Linked DNA regions of Sus scrofa: regions 2, 3 and 4 are each linked to region 1. The links are chromatin contacts, called in public Hi-C and HiChIP or PLAC-seq maps. All regions are on one chromosome and are shown on one strand. Each heading gives the region's core, a stretch centred on a gene start, on an enhancer-like site or on the middle of the called end of the contact. The rest is flanking DNA. Distances are from core to core; before and after follow the strand shown. Region 1 holds the start of HOOK2 (protein Hook homolog 2). Region 2 has its middle 21 kb from the start of MAN2B1. Region 3 holds the start of CALR (calreticulin). Region 4 holds the start of MAN2B1 (lysosomal alpha-mannosidase).

Region 1 (3,238 bases), core at 440-2,939:
TCTGGCGGCCTACCCTTCTTATCCATGTTCCCATGTCTCCTGAATTCAATCACTTCTCACCATCTGCCCCACCACCCTTTGACCCTGGCCACCATCCCCTCTCACCCGGATTACTGCACCAGCCCCGACTCAGCTTCCGCTCTTGCTGCCTACCCTCTATTCCTCTACAAGCAGCCAGGGGGAGCTTTTTGAAGCCCAAGCCAGGTTTATGTCTTTCTGCTACTAAAATTCTTCCCTGACTTTACATACACTTAAAAATAGAATCTACCTCCCTGCCTAAGACTTCCAGGCCCCTGATGACCTCATCTACCATTCCTGCCCCCCTTGCTTTCTGTTCTGACCTCCCTTCCATTCCTTGACCACACCAAGCTTATTTGCAACTCAGGGCCTTTGCCGTTGCTGTTTGCTGTGTCTGAAATATCATTCCTCCAAATCTCACATGGAAATCAGCCCATCTGATCCCACCCACTCCCAGGTGCTCTCTCTCGGCCCAGTTTTTGTTATTGACATAAAATTGATTACCACCAGAAGTCAATGTTAATGTTTGTGTATGCAGGTTTGTACCTGTGTCATTTCTTGCTGCACACTCAGGCCTACTTAATATAAGAATAAAGGAACAGAATCATAGTTGGCTAATCACCACCATACATCTCTCCCTCTTCCTGTCCAGGTCTGTCTGTCCGTCACCAAGGACTTGTCTAACTGACCCTTCCCTGGTCATCTCTTCACCAGTCTGTCCCCCATTCATAAGTCCACCTGTCACCTTCAGCCTGCAGTTGGGACTTGGGTCGTCTGAGATGCCCTGGAGCCATGCCTCGTTGAACCAGGAAGGGTCTCTGGGGGCGAGAATGTGGGATGAGCTGCTGGGGGTCCCTTTTGGGACCCTCCCCCTCAGCCCCACTCACATCTGGTTCAGCACATGGGCTACTGCAAGGCCACTGCTCAGGTCCTGGGGGCTGGTACAGGGGGGCGGGACGTGGAACATCTGCAACTGGGTGGGGGAGAGGAAAGCGCAACAGGTAAAATCAGGGCCTGGGACCACGGAACCACACCCTTTTTGCAAACTTTTCAGTCCGTAGGAAACTCACAGGGTTGGGCAGGGGGTTGGCCTTTTGCTCCAGCAAGCAGCTCTGTGGGGGAGTGGTCTCTGCTCACCTGGAGGAACCGGAGGGGGCGTGGCCTCCCTGTACCTCTGCCCAACAAATCCCGCCGACCAGGCCAGGGCAGAACCACGAGTCACCTGGTTCCCACAGGCACCACATGACCAGGCCAGCTCACCTGTGCCCTCACCCCACATGACCCAGTCACGAAGGGGCGGGGCCTCACCTGTTCTTTCCACGCAAACCTGCTACGTGACAAGGCGGGTGCTCAGGCCAGAGTCCAACGGTCTGGCCGGCCGACGACCCCTTCCTCCTCCCAGTCCCAGTATGGAAGGGCGAATAGAGCCAAGGTCTGGGCTCCCGGGCGAGCAGAGCGGGCGTACACCTGTCCCTGGCACCTCCCCCAACCTACCCAGGTGAGCAGAGACCCGCATAGCTCGGCCTTATCCACGCTCATGACTCCTGATCGGATTCGACCCCGGCCGCGGAGCCCTGCCACGGCAGCCGCGTCCAGATCCGCCACCAGCTAGCGCTCGCAGCCCCGACCTCCCGCTCGGCCCAGAGCGCCGCCCCGCCCCCTAGGCGCAAGCCCCGCCCTATACACGTGATCTCCCGGCGCCCTTTCAGGCCTTCAGTCCCGCCATCTTGGATCCGGGAAGCAGTTGGAGGCCAGCCCTGCCGCTAGGGGTCAGTCTGGGCCAGCCTTGCGCATCCCTACGGTGGCCCCGTCGCCCCTCCTCCCCATTCTCTTTTGTGGGTAGCGGAGACCTCACCATTTTTCCTCTTCATCCGGGAGGAGCTGCTCCACCTTGTTATATACAGGCGCATTTTCGTCCCTGCCCCTCAGCTGAATGAAATCCTGTTGTCTAGCTACATTATGATTTGAGCCTTTATTTGAGCGGGAGAGGAGCACTTGGAGGGGGACACCAAGGTGGTCTTCCCGGTGGAAGTGACTTGATAGTCCCAAGTGGAGGGAAGGATGGATCAGCCAGACACATGTCCTGGGTAATGGAGAGATATATTTGCCTAGCTTAGACCCATCCTCCACTGAGCCCTTCACTGCATGCTCTCAGACGCGGCGCGGGAACCCTCCTGTCTCAGAAACCGCGACCAGGCCACCCTGTTCGCCACGGCCCACCAGGGGGCGCCCAGACCGCAGGAACGCCGCCTACGAGGAAAAGAATGGACCTGTTCTGAGACCCGGTCTGGGCAGTGGAGGGGGCTCACAGGAAAGTACAAACAATACTAGTTTACGATAAAATCGCAGTTGCCATTTATGGAATGCACACACTATGCAGTCTCTGCGCTAAGCGATTTAAATATATAGATGGTTGAAATCTCCACGACTCTAGGTGGCAAGTGCTCTTTTAATTCCCGGTTCGCAGGCGAGGAAACAGAGGTTCTGACTGGATCCGGTTTCAGGGAAGGGGTAAAGCCACGGCCCGCGCCCTCTGACGCCTAAGTTCTCCGGCAGCCCCTCCCCCGCGAGGCGGGCGAGGTAATGAGCGATAATTAGAGGTTATTAGTTGTACCCAGAGGGAGGGGGCGGGCTCTGATTTAGGGGTGGGTCAGGTCTGAGGGGAGGGGAGTTGCTCCCTCCAACCCAGAGTCTGGCTCCGGCAGGCCTGCCCCGAGTGGGTTGGGCAGGATGACCACAGCTCCCACCCACCCCCCAACCCCCGCAGCTGCATCGCAGGAATACCATCACTTTAGCACCAAACATCGGATTACTGCACACTCAGAAGCGCAACCGCACGCAGGCAGGGGCCTTGGAGGCTCGAGGCTCGTCTACACACTAACAACATCCCCTTCCCGAGTTGTTTTCAGCCTCCATCCCCTGGGAGCAGGGGAGGGAGAGTAGGGAGGAAGGGGACAAGGGCCGGCAGTGCCGGTTTCCGGACTGAGCTGCCTTCCGGCGGGCGTGGGAAAAACCGCCGCTTGTCCCCTATCCTGCACCCACCCACCAAGGAGAGGGAACTGCTTAAAGGGGAAAATGGGGCCACACAGCCACCAGGTAGAAGTGGAAGGTGAGCCAGAACTATGGCTGTGACAAGGATAGGAGGCTGGGAGTAATTGTGAGATGGCCTGGTTGCCCAGTGTTGGGGGATGTGCTGGGGCCGCCAAATATTTGGGATGGG
Region 2 (3,238 bases), core at 407-2,906, 120 kb before region 1:
CAGGGTAACTTCACTCACCAGGGACTGTGCCTCCCCCTGCCCCCGGCAAGGAGGGGGTCTTGGAAATATTTTGGGAGGTGCATGTGACAACTGTGACCCCTTGACCCCTTGCATCACTGTGGCCAAACCTGGGTGCCTTTCCCATCATCGCTGACTAGACAAATGGTTCTCTACCAGTTTGGTTGTTTTATTTATTTATTTATTTTTGTCTTTTTAGGGCCACAGCATATGGAAGTTCCCAGGCTAGGGGTTGAATCAGAGCTGCAGCTGCCGGCCTATGCTACAGCAACGTGGGCTCCAAGCCACGTCTATGACCTACACCACAGCCACAGCAACACTAGATCTGAGCCATGTCTGCAACCTAGAGTGCAGCTCAGCAACGCCAGATCCTTAACCCACTGAGCCATGCCAGGGATGGAACACACATCCTCATGGGTATTAGATGGGTTCCTTATGCTTTTGGCACAATGGGAACTCTGTATTCAGCCTTCTGACGGAGACAGAAATTTTTTGGAAGACTCACAAGGGAGTGAAAATCAGAGGGCATCTTACTGGAATCTCCCTGACCTGCCGGGGCCAATATCACACCCTCATCCCAGTTAGAATTGGAAATGAGGAGTTCCCGATGTGGCACAACCAAATCGGTGGCATCTCTGGAGCACTAGGGCACAGGTTGGATCCCCTGGCTTGGCACAGAGGGTTAAGGATCTGGTCTTGGCATACCTGTGGCGTGGGTCACAACTGAGGTTCAGATCTGATCCCTGGCCCAGGAACTCCATATGCTGTGAGGTGCCACCCCTGCCCCCGCAAAAGGAAAAAAAAAAATGATCCTAGGAGCTACTTCAGATGACCAAGAACCTGCTGGGGACCCCAACCAGATCCAAGGTGCCCACCTCTGCACCCACCCTGGTTGGCTTGGGATGTTCCCTGCCACTGGAGGGTGGTTTACAGAGGCTTTGCAGGGAGTGTCCAAGAATAGGCCCCAGAGTAACTCCAGTTGGACTTATTTCTTCTTTTTCTTATAGCCACACCTGTGGCATACGGAAGTTCCCAGGCTAGGAGTCTAATTGGAGCTGCAGCAGCCAGCCTAGCCACAGCCACAGCAGTGCAGGATCTTAGCGCCATCTGTGACCTACACCGTAGCTTGCAGCAAAGCTGAATCCTTACCCCTTAACCAGGGATGGAACCTGCATCCTCACGGCCACTATGTAGGGTTCTGCTGAGACACAAGGAGAACTCCTGCAGTTGGACTTAGGGTGCCCTTTCCTGCCCTCCTTGTCACCTCTTCAGAAGGGAAAAATTTCTGGATGCATATCTGGCAACAGTGCTCCACCCCAAGAGGGGGACCTCGAAAAATTCTCAGGAGGCACTCCCAACAACTGAGCACCAGGTGGGAACATGGCTGAGCCCATGGGGTCCTATGCCCATCACCTGCAACGCCTCAAGGTGGTACTCGCTGGTGGAGGGAATCTCTGTATGCCAGTCACCCTGTCCATGCAGTTCCCAGATGCCTCCTCCTTTATATTGCAATGACAGTCTTAGGAGGCAGAGTGTCGCAGTCGAGATGACAGCGCTGCCTGCTTAATGGATCTCGCCCTTGGGCTGGGCAGCCGGATGCCACTTCAGCAGATCTTCGGAGACGATATATAAATGGCCACCAGGTGGCGCCCCATGCCCACCCACGCGCCACCTCCTCTGTGTCCACCTAGAACACTGTACCTGTTGCAGCCAGGGTGGGGTGGCCTGATAGGCCCGAGACGCGGTCCATGGAACTCCCTGGAGGGCCGGGGCTGATCTCAGCTTCCAAAGGGGGTCTTAGCCAGCTTTTCGGAGGCACCCCTAGTGACCCAGCCCCGTGGTGGGACTGTGACAGGGCTGGGCCTTCTCCAGGAGCCTCTCACACCATCTCAGTTCAGTCTCCCTCTCCCAAGGGGGCTTAAAAATATTTTCCGTTGCCTTTGTGGTGCAGCAGAAACAAATCTGACTAGTAACCATGAGGCTTTGGGTTTGATCCCTGGCCTCGCTCAGTGGGTTAAGGATCCAGCGTTGCCGTGAGCTGTGGTATAGGTCACAGATGCAGCTAGGATCCTGCATTGCTATGGCTGTGGCGAAGGCTGGCAGCTGTAGCTCCGATTAGACTCCTAGCCTGGGAACCTCCATACGCCCAAGGTGCGGCCTTAAAAAGACCGAATATATACATACATATATATAGAGAGAGGTTTTTTTTGGTTTTGGTTTTGGTTTTTTTTTTGGAGGCACATCTAGTGACCCATCCCCAGACTTTCCCCAAGCCCTGGACACCCTCTAAGGTGGTCCCTAGCCCACTCTGTCGCTGCTTGTCTCCGGAGGAGTTGGAAACATTTTCTAGAAGCGTATGTGATGAATAGGGCCCACCTGTGACCATGGTGGGGCCCAGAACACCCTCCCTGGGGCCTCCGTGGATGGCCAGGACGGGCTGCCCCCTCCAGAGGGAGATTTAGAAAAATGGCAGCAAGGCAAGTGCATCCAGCAATGGGCAACACAGGTGTCTGCAGGTAGGACCAGCAACACCTTAAGCTCAGGCCACTGCTGACTTTTGAATGAGCCCCCCACTCATTCAAAGGGGGACTTGGGAACTTTTTCAAGAGGCACAGATACCAACACAAGACCACAGTCATGTCTGGGTGCCAGCCCTTGGCTGATTTCCTGGCCCTGACTAGTTCCCATCAACAAAGAGGGCACCTCTGAAAATAAGCCTCTTAAGCAGGACAACAGCAGCCCTCTGGCCACTCTCCTCAGCTGGCCTAGCCATATCAATGGGACTTAGAAATGTTTTGGGAGGAGTGCTTCCAGTGACCAGGTCCTAAGTGGGTCACCCTCCCTGGCTGACCCAGGCACATCGTCAGTCCAGGCCATGGCCCTTCCCACACAGCCTGGGTTGGCCTCAGCCTTAGAGGAGGACTTGGGAATCTTTTCAGAAGGCAATCTTTTTTTTTTTTTTTTTTTTTTTTGCTTTTTAGGGCCACACACTCACAGCATATAGATTCTCAGGCTAGGGTCAAATTAGAGCTACAGCTGCCGTCCTACATCACAGCCACAGCAACGCCAGATCTGAGCTGTGTCTGCAAACTACACCACAGCTCACAGTAATGCCAGATCCTTAACCCACTGAGCGAAGCCAGGGATCAAACCCACAACCTCATGGTTCCTAGTCGGATTCATTTCTGCTGCACCACAACAGGAACTCCCAGAAGGCAAT
Region 3 (3,238 bases), core at 260-2,759, 130 kb after region 1:
TTGTGAGGTTAACAGGTACAGTGTCTACCTTCTGGCAGGAAGCACCAAGACCACATGTCCATGACACATGTGAAAGGGAGGGAAAGCAAGTCACTGGAAGTTCCTTTGGGGTCCTGGGGGGGATGGGGCAGGAGGGGTGCAGGTTGGGCACCCCTACTGGATACTGCCTTGGGGAAGGGGCAGAACCACAACTTCTCCAAGATCCCTCATTCCTCCCTTTTCTGAGTTCCCACCACTAGAGGGGAAGCACCCCTACCTACCCTCCTTCCAAAGTTCCCTCCCACTTCCCAGGTCCAGAGCCTATTTGCTCATAGTTTGGGAAACCCCCAGCTCTCCTTCCTCCTTCCTGTAGCCTAGGGGCAGGGAGCTGGTGTCAGTCACTGTCATGCGCCTCTGGCTTCAGAAGAAGGCTCCAGATTTAGGGGTCCTGCCCACCTCTCTTGGACCTTATCTTCCCCACCATCTGTCCCTTTTACTCCCTCCCCAACTGAACCCCCTGCCCCCTCCTCTTTAGCCGTTTAATTGCAAAAGCGAGCCGTTTGTGGGAGACCACAAGACAGTGACCCCTTTCAGTCTACCGGCTGAGGAAAGGGTGGAGGGTATATATTGGAGAGGCTCCAATAAAGGGAACAACCCTACGGAGCCACAGCCTGTAGTCACATCTTCAAGCCATCTGGGCTTCCTTCCTTTTGTCCCAGGACGTCCCTAAGATCTTTGAAAGCACTTCTGCCAGGCAGCAGCTGGCCAGCGTCGCTCCTCTTGGCCTTTCAGGAGCTCCTGTGACTTCAGAGAGGCTAGGTGACTTGACCCATTTCACACAGCAGCAGTCTTGACAAAGCGGCCAGGACACTAGGAGCCACATGGAGGAGAGAGCCCGCACTATCCCCGCAAGGCTGCATGGCTCTGGCGCTAGGGTGAAATGAAGCCCCAGGGCCCGGTGACCTCTGCCTCATCCTGGGCAGGGCGGGGTGACTGGAGAGAAAGAAAGAGGAAGAGAAAAAGAGAGGGTTGAATTAGAGAGGCTCCCCAAATTCGCAACAGAAAAAGGCTAGGAAAACCTTGCCCACCCAGCCCCATAGAGGGGATGAGCAGAGGCGAGGCTGGAACAGGGTCATAGCTCAGCGCAGTGGCACCTGCACTCGCGCGCGTTCTTTAAACGCCCAGCTGTGAAGACAGGCTCGCGGGCTAGGGCGGGGTTGGGCCGAGGTCTGGTCACATGACCTAGCCTGAGGGGCTGGAGGCCCCCACTCCACCGGTGGGCGTCCCCCACAACGCGTGGTCGACCTTCATTGGCCAGTGGTGCGGCCAATAGAAATCGGCCATCTGGGAACCCAGCGTGCCGAGGCACAGCCGAACATGCTGAGCCGACAAAGATCCAATGGAAAGGCAGGATTATAGCCACAGACCAATGATACGGCGGGGGAGGAGGGTCAAAGAGGCAGGACCAGGTTGGTTTGAGAGCGGGCCCGGTATAAAGGCTCGCGGCCGGCGGTAGCGTCCGTCCGTACTGCAGAGCGGCTGCTGGAGGAGTGACTTAAGGGGCCCGCGCGCCGCCGCCCCCTCGGCCCGCCATGCTGCTCCCAGTCCCACTACTGCTCGGCCTTGTCGGCCTGGCCGCCGCTGAACCCACTATTTACTTCAAGGAGCAATTTCTGGACGGAGGTAAGCTTTAGTCCCGCCTCGAGGCCTCTCTAACGAGGCGGCTGGCCACCTAGCCCATATCTGCGTGTCTTCTGTAATTACTGCTCAGAGGGCCAACACGGTAGTCTTCAGGGACTAAAGCCGCAAGGCGATCCTTCCTTCTCCGTCCCTGAGGAGCGTGGAGGGCGCAGCGGCCTTCTGCGGCCGGAGTTAGGGCTCGCCCGAGGCTCTCTTAAGCCATTAGAGATGTCAAACTAGAGGCCGGGGTAGGGGAAGTCAGAGAGAAGAATAGCTCTTTATTTGACCCTAGCAGCTTGTGGGTCTTGGTAGATGTTTTTTGGGGGGTGATGAGCAAGGCCGCGCTGACCTGCTCCTCTGGTCCCCTAGACGGGTGGACTGATCGCTGGATTGAATCCAAACACAAACCGGATTTTGGCAGATTCGTTCTCAGTTCCGGCAAATTCTACGGTGACCAGGAGAAAGATAAAGGTAAGAACCTAGGGATGGGTTCTCAGATCCAGGAGGACTTCCTGGAGGAAGCTCCTAATCATCACACAGCTTGGGTACCCCTAGGAACAGAGCAGGGGGAGGAAGGGGCAGTCGTCTCTATTTCCCACATAAGGGTACTCCGGGGATTGGGCTGAGCCGTGACCTCACTATCGTCCCTTGCTAGGGCTACAGACAAGCCAGGATGCCCGGTTTTACGCTCTGTCGGCCAGATTTGAGCCCTTCAGCAACAAGGGTCAGACGCTGGTAGTGCAGTTCACGGTGAAACACGAACAGAACATCGACTGTGGGGGTGGATACGTGAAGCTGTTTCCAGATGGTTTGGACCAGACAGACATGCATGGAGACTCCGAATACAACATCATGTTTGGTGAGGGGGCCCCACCCTGATCCTGACCTCTGGTTAGTTAGACGGAGCCTGAAACCCCGTGTGTTCCTTATATATAGCCCATGAAAAGTAGTCTTGAGAGCACAGAAAACCCTTACATGCTTAAGTTTTTCTTTGGAAGGGAAGCTGAGGGAATAGTTACAGTTAACAACTTTCTGCTTTGTTTTTGGTTTAAGGCTGATAGTCTGTGTGATGTTTATGTAGCTATTTTCCAATTCTACAAGTTCTCTGAGCACTTAATTTCTCTCCTTTGACTCTTTATTCTTAGTCCCTTAGAGATAAAGTCTGAATTCTGTTTTGAGCTTTGCAGACCTGCGTTTAAGAACCAAGTTTTCTTTTTGAAAAGGGGTGGGGGCGGGGCTCAGTGGTGGGGAGCCTCTAACTCTAACCGGACCTACTTCTCACCAAGGCCCGGACATCTGTGGCCCTGGCACCAAGAAAGTTCATGTCATCTTCAACTACAAGGGCAAGAACGTGCTCATCAATAAGGATATCCGTTGCAAGGTGCATCTGGGGGTGGTAACAAATGGCTGTCAGGGGAGGCTCAGAGGCCAGCCTGGTGGGTGGGGCCGCTCATCTCCTACTCTCTTCAGGATGATGAATTCACACACCTGTACACACTGATTGTGCGGCCCGATAATACTTATGAGGTGAAGATTGACAACAGTCAGGTGGAGTCAGGCTCCTTGGAGGACGATTGGG
Region 4 (3,238 bases), core at 524-3,023, 100 kb before region 1:
CATAGGGACCCCAAACACACTCTCATATACTTTGTCAGTAACCCCAAGGTTAAGAGGCAGGCTGCAGTGGGGGGTTGGAGAGGACACAAGGTAAGTCTTGATTTAGAGGCAAGAGACTGAAGTGGGTCCAGGCCCTCCCAGGAAGGACACATAATTATGTCACAGATGCAACTCCCAATGGCACCATTTCTTAGAGCACCTCTCATTCACACCCTGGAGAAATAGTAGTAGGTAATGTTTCTTAAACATTTGCAAATACCAAGCAGCCACCCTGGGGTTCGGGGACAATATTTCCTGTTTTCAGACACTGAGGATCAGAGAGGGTAAGTGTTTGGGTAAGGTCATGTAGCCAGGAAGTGAAAGAGCCAGACTGCAATTTCAGGCAGACTCCCAGCTCTCAACAAGCCCCCAGGCCACACACATAGCTAGTAGCTGGCTCACACCCAATCACACAGGTAATGTAACTGAGCAGGGCCTTGTGGGGCTCTTGGGCACAAAAGCCTTTCTGTGCCCCCCATTTCTTGTTCTTAAGAAATTAGCCTCATTCAGCTTCCATAACCCTCCCTGAGTTACCAGGGAGGTTCAGACAGTTGCCGAACAGGGAAGCAAGGAGATACAAAGACAAGGGAGGAACAGTCAAGAAAAAATAGTACAGCCTTGGGACAGGATCCTGGTTCCCTCTCAAGGGATACACATAATAATATAGGCATCTTATACGCTTAAGAGAAAAGTTATATTACTTATGCTTCTTTTAGAAATGAACACTTTAAAATTGAACAGCTTAGAGTCTTTCCTTGTCCTTCTCCCTGGCTTAACTGCACCCTAAACAGTCACAGGTAAACTAAAGATTAAGCGTCCTGAGCACAATTGCCTGTGGATTAAATATTATTAGCACATGATTTTTTTTCAGGAACTTCCCTAGTTTGTTCTAATCTCTGATCAATATACCCTTTTCCCAAGTACTGTTTTTCTAGGCGACAACCCAGAAGACCACCATTGTGATCATGCTGATATCTCCTGACTCCAGCTTTGAAGACTAAGATCCCCCCCAAAGAAAGAAGAATGCATGTTTGTTCCAATCCTTGATTCCTATTTGAAAATCTGTCTTCCTTCTTTTTACTATAAAACTCCTAGCAATTCTTTCCAATGGCATTGGGAGGGCACAGTCTTTAGGGTATTAGCCTGCTGTGACCCTCCTTTGCCTGGCAAAGCAATAAAGCTATTTTTTTTCTCCTTCACCCAAAACTCTGTCTCTGAGTTTCTATTAGGCAACGGTGGACAGAGGCCAATCTTCAGCAACGGTAAATGTATGCAGAGTCCAGGTAAGCCAACCCGCAGAAGCAAGGGAGGCAGATACAGACAGCGCCATTCTCAGACACACACAGCCAGACCTCTCAATGACACCAAGCATATGCTCAGACCATGCTGTCATATTAGCAACCAGTCACTAGTCACCACAGAACTGAGCCACCCACAGACCCGAATCCTACTGGGAGCTTCACTCTGGAAGTTGAAGGACATTTCCGCTCGCGGGCCCACGCTCACCTGGTATCCGGCGGCCCAAACGCCGTGCGCCGCCAGCAACAACAAAAAAAGGAAGGAGAAAGGCGGGAGCGGTGGCTGCAGCGCGCCGGAGCGCTTCCGGGACCCCGCCTCGTCCTGGCCGCCACCAGCGCGGACCCCCCAAAACCGCGCCTCGGCAACCATGGCTCTGCTGCGGCCGCCACTGCCTCCAGGGGTTTCCCGTGCCGGGCCTAGGCTCAGCAAAGGCCCCGCCCCCAGGATTCGGCTTGACCAATGGGTGCCAGCGAGGGCGGGGCTAGGGTGTGGCCTAGAGAGTCACGAGACGGAGATAGTAGCTCTGGGTACCCTGGGGGCCTAGGAGTACAGCGAGGCCCTGGGTGTGTGTAGCCCCTCCCGGCGCTGGTTTCCTCAGAAAATGTTTTAGTCTAGCTGCTTCCTTGGAGGTAGGAGCAGGGGTCTCAGATTTTCCTACGGGTGCTGGGGTTTGCCTTGGAAGTAAAATATGTGCGTAGAATCCTAGGGTATGCCGTTGACCTTCAGGGCTAGGGTCCGCCAGGAACCTAGCTTGGCCAGGAGCAGAGGTTAATGGGTGCCCTTTTCTGTCCTACGGATTGAGACATTGAGTAAAGGAATTGCCTCTTACAGCGCTGGGGAGGGGTGGCATCCAGCCTTGGGAGAGACACGGATGTCCTCTGGAGAGGAGAGTGAGAACTTCACAGGTAAGGGAAAACGGTTTTTCTTGCCTTCCCTGGTCCCTACCAGTACATCTGACTTGCTTACAGTACCCCCATTCCCCTGATAAGAAAACCAAAGCCCAGGAGTTCCCATTGTGGCGCAGTGGTTAACAAATCCGACTAGGAACCAGGAGGTTGCAGGTTCGATCCCTGGCCTTGCCCAGTGGGTTAAGGATCCGGTGTTGCTGTGAGCTGTGGTCGCAGACGCGGCTTGGATCCCGCATTGCTGTGGCTATGGCGTAGACTGGAAGCTACAGCTCCGATTAGACCCCAGCCTGGGAACCTCCATATGCAGCAGGAAGCTACCCTAGAAAAGGCAAAAAAAAAAAGAAAAAAGAAAGAAAACCAAAGCCCAGATTCCTCAGATTAGCCCTGCTGCCAGAGGGCAAAGATCACTGTTCTGTCTCTGGCAGGGGACTTAGGGCTGGAGGCGTGTGAAATAAGAAAACTACCCTGAAGTCTCCAAACTAAGGCTCCCACCCAAGGTCTGACAGAGTGGAAGAACTGGAGCCCTTCCCCCTGCTAAGACAAGCACCCACAATGCACCGGAGAGTGAGGTCACAGAGAACATCCAGAATGCAAAACTTTATTAACTGGTTTCAACATGAAAATGATTGGAAACATGGACAGCACCTCCCCCAGCAGCAGGCAGGGTGGGGAAGGCAGGCAGGAGTGGGTTGGCCTATGCAATTCCCCTCGCTGCCTCAGCAGAAGTGGGATCCCAGGGACAGAGCCAAGTTCCCTCCATCCACCTGCTGGCCCTGAGACTACCTCACCCAGAGAAGCCCAGGACTGCAGTTGAGGGCCAGAGACTGAGTAGCCAAGGCCCAGGCCTAGGGCAAGGTGGACAGAGGGGTCCAGGATGGGACCCCTCTAGGCTGACATCACCAGGGGGGCGTCATGGGCTGAGGGTTCTGCAGATACGACATCACCACAGCAGAGATGGACAGCCTGAGACAGGAGAGAGGAGTCAGTCCAGG

The links. A called contact is a pair of places that touch in the nucleus more often than the background predicts. HiChIP or PLAC-seq counts read pairs in DNA pulled down with a chosen protein or histone mark.
Region 2: a contact with region 1 is called in an H3K27ac HiChIP or PLAC-seq map of alveolar macrophages. The contact joins the enhancer-like site here to the promoter of HOOK2 in region 1. A contact is called at or near these places in 5 of 47 Hi-C or Micro-C datasets (heart right ventricle, liver, retroperitoneal adipose tissue and 1 more) and 2 of 2 datasets of contacts at active chromatin or transcription factors (alveolar macrophages and skeletal muscle).
Region 3: a contact with region 1 is called in a Hi-C map of liver, with 5 times the contacts expected there. The contact joins the promoter of CALR here to the promoter of HOOK2 in region 1. A contact is called at or near these places in 2 of 5 promoter capture datasets (fetal liver and liver), 6 of 47 Hi-C or Micro-C datasets (alveolar macrophages, heart right ventricle, liver and 1 more) and 1 of 2 datasets of contacts at active chromatin or transcription factors (alveolar macrophages).
Region 4: a contact with region 1 is called in an H3K27ac HiChIP or PLAC-seq map of alveolar macrophages. The contact joins the promoter of MAN2B1 here to the promoter of HOOK2 in region 1. A contact is called at or near these places in 5 of 47 Hi-C or Micro-C datasets (embryonic fibroblasts, liver, retroperitoneal adipose tissue and 1 more) and 2 of 2 datasets of contacts at active chromatin or transcription factors (alveolar macrophages and skeletal muscle).

Annotation. Positions count from the first base shown.
Region 1 is chr2:66,226,013-66,229,250 of Sscrofa11.1, reverse strand. It overlaps HOOK2 (protein Hook homolog 2), which reads right to left and starts at 1,689. Exons shown (of 21, transcript XR_002341620.1): 1 at 1,513-1,689; 2 at 1,089-1,130; 3 at 906-991; 4 at 764-836.
Region 2 is chr2:66,348,824-66,352,061 of Sscrofa11.1, reverse strand. No RefSeq gene overlaps it. Among named protein-coding and RNA genes, the nearest start is that of MAN2B1, 21 kb to the right of the region's middle. Within about 2 kb of position 1,656, at least 5 of the 83 cell types and tissues checked have an H3K27ac peak or open chromatin away from gene starts, as enhancers often do. A contact at or near this core is called in alveolar macrophages, where this site is marked.
Region 3 is chr2:66,100,345-66,103,582 of Sscrofa11.1, reverse strand. CALR (calreticulin) reads left to right here and starts at 1,509. Exons shown (of 9, transcript NM_001174133.1): 1 at 1,509-1,662; 2 at 2,029-2,130; 3 at 2,315-2,518; 4 at 2,946-3,040; 5 at 3,130-3,238. The coding sequence starts at 1,572.
Region 4 is chr2:66,327,586-66,330,823 of Sscrofa11.1, reverse strand. MAN2B1 (lysosomal alpha-mannosidase) reads right to left here and starts at 1,773. Exons shown (of 24, transcript XM_003123314.4): 1 at 1,546-1,773. The coding sequence starts at 1,707. It overlaps WDR83OS (WD repeat domain 83 opposite strand), which reads right to left. Exons shown (of 4, transcript NM_001001645.1): 4 at 2,829-3,209. The coding sequence ends at 3,143. It overlaps LOC100736972 (a long non-coding RNA gene), which reads left to right and starts at 1,813. Exons shown (of 6, transcript XR_002341622.1): 1 at 1,813-1,967; 2 at 2,170-2,243.